Regions from separate parts of the Arachis hypogaea genome. Here region 2 is linked to region 1. A link is a contact called in public Hi-C data. All regions are on one chromosome and are shown on one strand. The core of a region is the stretch at or near the end of the contact, and the rest is flanking DNA. Distances in the headings are between cores, read along the strand shown. Region 1 holds the start of LOC112750279 (probable plastidic glucose transporter 1). Region 2 overlaps LOC112750278 (a long non-coding RNA gene).

Region 1 (3,165 bases), core at 335-2,834:
GCCCTAATAGACAGTTATGAAGTTAAGAGGATTCCTTTTCAAATTTCTAACATGAAAACTTGATAACCTCTATATATGCAAGAATAAACAGATGCTGCAGTTAAATTTCATGAACCATGTTATTATGTTACCTTGTTATAGCCCCAAGAATTAAGGGTATGGTATCAATCTGAAATGTGAGCCGACAACCAAGTTTATCTGCCAAAGGACCAGCACTTAAGCTCCCAATAAATGCACCAGCAATAAAAATACTGACAACAAGTCCCTCAAGAAATGAGTTTCCATCAAAGCCAAGCTCTCGAGCAACAGAAACAATAGGGCCATTCATTACTCTGCAAAACATGTGATTTTTATTAATTCATATATAGCTAGAACCAAAAAAAAAAAAAAAAAACCTAAATCATTGCATATTTCTTAAAAGTCAAATTTACTTGTGCTATGGTATATCAGATCAAGAATCACAGATAATGGAACACAATATTGGGTTTCACTTTACAAGATCAAGGAGAAATACTGCACCTACCCTATCGAACTTAGTCTTCAACTATAACAATTTTAAGCCTTTAATCTCATTCTGTTATTCTAAATATATTGAAGTACACCCAATCCATGAATTGTCATCTTATTAAGAGAACACATCTCATATATCATAGTAAAATTCTTTTAAATGATATAACAAAACTTAATGAAACAATAACTTAGAAACTTTGAATACCAACATTTGACCAAATTAAACCGCTTTATTTATAAGTTAAAATCTTGATTATTAGATCCTATGTCATGTAACTATCACTTCAACACTACCGAAACAGTTATACCTCAATTCCCGAACAGAAAAGAACAGCAACTTTCAGTTTCACACAGCTATTGTGAAACTTCTTCTCCCTCTACCAACACCTAACTTAGTAGAAAATAATTAGAAGTTAAAAGCAGAGAATTATGAAGAGAAACTGACCCAATATGATACCCAAATATAAAATTGGACATGGAAGCAACGAGAACATGAGGAAAAGCAGGCAACCACCCGTAATCAAATCCCCCGCCGCCACCCCTTTTATTATCAGATGAAGAAAGCTTTCTACCTTCATCTGCAGCATTAGTATTTTGAAGCTCAGCAAACAGATACAATATAATAATCTCACAGGGGAAAGGAGAAAAAAAAGAAACAAAATTTCAAGACCTTCGGGAGTAGTTGCGGAATCCGGCAACTGATCCTTGAGGGCAGAAACTCTGAGTCTGGGTCTGGAATGACCAAACGAGCATTTGAGGGCACCATAATGAAGCTTTTGCGTTCTTTTTGCTTTAGGCAAGTAAAGGTTTGGAATGGAAACAGGAGCAGAAACGATCGCTGCTGAAACGGGCCACATTGGATATCGTCTAAACACCACAGCTTTTTTTTTTTTATTACCACCCGACCACACGTTCGAATTCTTCTCTTTTATTTTTTATTTTTTTGGTGACTACTGACTAGGTTGGATTCTTTCGTTCATGATCAATATACTGAAGGCTTGGTTCTAGGGATGTCAAAAATCCCCAGGAGGCGGGGATCTCCGCGGGACTACTTCGAATGGGGTTTCGTTAGTGGAAAATTTTTTCTGATAGGGATGGAGAGTAAAATTTGTCTGAGACAGGCGCGGAGACTCGAGTGAGGATCTCCGCTCCATCCCCGATAATTTTTCGAATGTTTAAAATTTCTTAAATAACCTTACTTTATTTTTAATATAGGTGGATTTTTTAGTAATTTTACCAATTAAAAAAATCCTAATCCTATTATTCAGTCTTCTCTACTCACTGTGTTGTATAATTTTGATTTTCTCTCCTTTTATGTATCTAAAGCAATTAGACATATAGGATTTATAATTTTAAAATAGTTAGGGTTTGATTTTGAAATAATTGCTTGATTTTCTCTCCTTCTATGTATCTAAAGCAATTATGATTTCTCTTGCTAAGTATGCTAACCATCAAAGAATACTTGATGTTAAAGACCATATCTTATTGCTTTTTTTTTAGAATGAAAGTTGTATTTTAAGATTTTATTTTATGGATTATAATTTGTTATGTTGTATTTCTGGACTTATAATCTTGGATAAGATTTTTTTTTTTTGGTTTGCACCAGGGTATCCATCAGGCCGGAAGCCCAATGACTAATCCCTCGGGTACTGCAGAGGCACACAAAGTGGGCGACCCTCCCAAACAAGCAAGCTCCATTCCCATCCTCCAGTGAGTATCGAACCCGGGAGAGATGGTTAAGGGACACAGACCCTCATCCATCTGTGCCAACTTGCGTTGGTATAATCTTGGATAAGATATGTTTGTGTGTTTGTAATAGTATTTTGTAGTTTATTTTTTTTTTTTTGATATTTTTTACTATAATTTTCATATGAATGTTAAATATAAGGGGATGAGAATGGAGCCCCACGGAAAACATGGGGAACGCGGAGAATGGGGATGGGGACAATTATTCTCCTATGGTGGATCGGGGCGGGGATGGGGATTAATTTTGGGGGCGGGGACGAGGAGATCCCTGCTCCCCGTCCCCACCCCATTGACATCCCTACTTAGTTCAGTGGTTGGATATGTTTTTAAGAACAACAATTTTTTTTTATTTTTTAAAAGATTTTATAAGAAAGTAACAATAAATTTATATTTAAATATTTTTTATTATTATGTAAAAACTATTTTTTTAAGAAAAAAGATGTAAATTGTAGTTTTTTATAAAAAAATTATTTTTTTAGTGTTTTTATTTTTATTACTAGAAATTTATCAAATACGCTAAAAAATAAAAGGGTCATGCTACACATCCATGTAATTTTGTATCCAAATCCATCTAAGTTGGCCCAACACAAAAAAACTTAATACTATTAAATGAAACGTGAAATACACGCGCCTAACACATACGAAACGACCGCTCTTGCCCAATGCTTCTTCTCTTCTTCTTCTTCTCTTCTCTCCCGCTCTTCTTTTTCTTCTTCTTCTTCTCACACTCGTTTACGCACGGAGCATCCTCTTCTTCTTCGCCTTCTTTTTCGCGTTCCTCCTCCTCCTCCTCATTCTCCTCCTTATTTTTTACGTTCCTTCTTCTTCACGTATTTTCTCCTTATCGTCATTCTTTTGTTGTTGTTACTACTGTATTTTTTTTGTCTTTTCCTCATTCTCTCTCGGGTG
Region 2 (3,203 bases), core at 416-2,915, 41 kb before region 1:
TGGTAACTCAGCCAAAAGGTAGAGCAATTCAGGTTGAGGACAATATGATTGAATGCAAACCATCAATGGATGTAAAGCGCCCACGCAATTAGGATTCTGATGTCATTATACAGGTGAACTTTAAAGGAACTTTTATCTCCTTTTGAATTCTTATTATTCTTGAGACTTGCACATCTTTTAAGCATTTTTCTCATTCTTGAGGCTGTATAGAATCTCATTATTATCCCCTATTATCAATTGATTACAAGAGATAATTAAGGAGAGAAGCTAATTAAGTTACTATATATGCTCTCTTGATGATCTGGTACTTGAGTTATGTGTCATGATTATGTGTATTTTTACCATGCAACTTGTACGTATCACCTACAGAAGATTTATCTTCAAGCTGCTATTTTGATATGAAATGCTAAGAAGTTCTTCTAGATATTGAACTCCCAATTAAAACTAATAGTCATCGTATTAGAAGCTTATGTGTTATAGATTATTTTAAGAAAACTTTATGTTAATTTAAAATCATTTGCTATACTTGAAAATTGACGTATTATATTTGTTCAAATATACAAAAACAAAATATTTTTTAATTACATGCTTATTGATGTCTGATTGCAGTGAAATTTGATATAGATGATCTTTAATATATGTTATTATGATTCATTAGTGAATTGATAAAAAAATATATGTCCTATAAAAATTTATGAGCTATATAAATTTACTTAAACTAGTACCAATGTCATTCATTGATCATATACAGATGAGATTAATCAAATACAGTCAATTTATTGCTATGGGAGAAATGAAATCAGAGCAAGGTGAAGACATTTATATTTTATAAGTTAAAAATTTTATGAACGAAATTGAACTTTTACCAAATTGTTAACTTTGTGAAATTAAAAATATGGATCATGATTATGAAATTGTTGTTTATCTTCCCCTCTGGATTTTCATGAGATACTTGTGTCAGGTTTAATGTTGCTATGTATGTGCTCATGCATACAAAGAAAGTGGGACTACTTTGGAAGCAGAGTTTACAGGAACTTTGCCAAAAGAACGCATGTAGAAGTGTTAAGGCATTATTTGGAGAACAAATTCTGGTCACTACGTTGTTTGGTTCACACTATCACAATGTTGGTTTGCTATTTGCAATGTTTCATACTTTAAATGTTCAAAAAATATAGAAGTAATAAGAGTCTAACACTCTGCTTATGATATTTTCCAGGGGCTAATGGCTTTGGTCAACTAGGTGATAGAACCGAGGAGCGAAGGAAATATCTAAAGAAAATGAAGCCATTAGAGTCAATTTGTAAAATCTGTGTCTTGTATAATTCTTAATTCTCTTCTTAGAAATTCATTTTTGTTAATGTTTGTAAATTTCATGTATGCAAGCGTTGCATGTACATAGATGACATTGTTGTAGGCTTTTACCCAGTATTGAATGTAGGAACATAAATTTGAGTGTTCACATGTAGGCTTTTACCAGATTTTTTTTTTTTAAAATTTGATTTAGCTATAACCACGCTTTAAAAGCGTGGCAATAGGTTCATATCTAGGCACATGACTTAAAAAGCGTGGCTACATCTCGTTATTGGCACGCTTTAAAAGCGTGGCCATATGTTTCGCTATTGGTACGCTTTAAAAGCGTAGTCATTTCTCTCTCTATTGGCACGCTTTGAAAGCGTATTCGTATCATGCTGTTGGCACGCTTTGAAAGCGTAGCCATATCTGGCGCGAGATATGGCTACGCTTAAGCGTTGCGATCTTTAAAAGCATGGCAATAGGTCACCAAAAGTGTGGCGATAGAGCAATTGGCATGCTCGCGGATGTGACCCTTTCAAAAGCGTACCAATAGCTCAAAAAGCGTGGCGAGAAGCTATCGGTACGTTTTTAAGCACTTTTTGGCACACTTTAAAAGTATGGCAGAAAGCTTATTTTCTTGTAGTGTAAGGACAAAAGCTAATAAAAAATAAAGAAAAACAAACTCCTAGAACTAGCAAAAGCAAACAAACAATCAAAAATAAGTTATTCACAATATTCACACATAAACAATAACCAATAACAAGCACACATTGCAACTTCCCGACAATGGCACCAAAAACTTGATGTCAGCTAATCGTCGGTCTAGAATTTTTCAAAAGAATTTCGTTCCAAGCATAGTTGATGCATGTACATCATTAGTAGTTTTCCTTGTTAATTTCAGTTATATTTTAATAGTCTTTGATTTTTTTAGCTATAAACTCATAGATTAAAAAAGAATGTGTTTAATGCTTTGGATAATGTGTTTTAGGAGATTTTTGAAGATGGACTAAGCAAAACAAGACCAAAAAGAACAAAAAGCCTAAAGACACACTTTCAATCAGAGAGGACACTTTGGAAAAGAATACATTATGAAGGGACACACTTTGGAAAGCCAAGGAATGAAGAAAGAGCCCCTGGAAGCTTTGTCGTGCAATGTAAGAGAAGTGGTGTGCAATGGCAGTCGTTCGTACGCATCACTTCATGTGAATGCACAGATGTTACAATCAGAGACAAGCCTGCACACACATAATGTATGTATACGCATGATGTGATGAATCGAGAAGACCGTGCGTACGCATCACTTCACGCGTACGCACGACTGTGCTATCTACACAAGTATGCGTACAGACCTCCTCCTGCATACCCATAAACGTAGTTTGGCGTCTAGTGCAAAATTCGAATACCACAAACTAACTGGCAAGTGCATCGGATCGTACCAAGTAATACCTCAGGTGAGTGAGGGTCGATCCCACGAGGATTGATGGATCAAGCAACAATGGTTGAGTGATTTACTTAGTCAAACAAGCAAAAAGGAGTGTTTTGAGTTCAAATTTCACTAAACAGTAATAAGAGAAATTAAGAAAGAAAACAGTAAACTAATTATGAAAATTATATGAGAAAATAGTTAAGGTTTTGGAGATGTTCATATTTCAGAATTAACAATTCTTATTAACCACTTTGATTATGTAAAGATTCAATTCATAGCAAACTTTAAGTGATTAGATTCCAATTCCTTGGTAATTTAATCCTCCTCTAACTCAATCAACCGCCAATTTCTTGGTCAGTTAATCTAATTAGAGGATTTAGGTTCAAATCCTAGTTTACAAGCCACATAAAACCCTAATAATCCAAAGATGATATGATTATATGTCACGTATCACATTAAGTTCAGATAGTTAGAGAATTATGAG

Evidence for each region. Hi-C and Micro-C count contacts between places; a contact is called where the count stands out from the background.
Region 2: a Hi-C map of leaf shows a contact between it and region 1, with 2.0 times the contacts expected there. The contact joins the enhancer-like site here to the promoter of LOC112750279 in region 1. A contact is called at or near these places in 2 of 8 Hi-C or Micro-C datasets (both in leaf).

What each region holds. Positions count from the first base shown.
Region 1 is chr15:75,396,975-75,400,139 of arahy.Tifrunner.gnm2.J5K5, reverse strand. LOC112750279 (probable plastidic glucose transporter 1) reads right to left here and starts at 1,584. Exons shown (of 11, transcript XM_072216375.1): 1 at 1,181-1,584; 2 at 956-1,088; 3 at 132-332. The coding sequence starts at 1,367.
Region 2 is chr15:75,438,438-75,441,640 of arahy.Tifrunner.gnm2.J5K5, reverse strand. It overlaps LOC112750278 (a long non-coding RNA gene), which reads left to right. Exons shown (of 10, transcript XR_003175599.3): 7 at 12-113; 8 at 752-809; 9 at 962-1,124; 10 at 1,217-1,459. Among protein-coding and RNA genes, the nearest start is that of LOC112750277, 5.7 kb to the left of the region's middle. Within about 2 kb of position 1,665, at least 2 of the 3 cell types and tissues checked have open chromatin away from gene starts, as enhancers often do.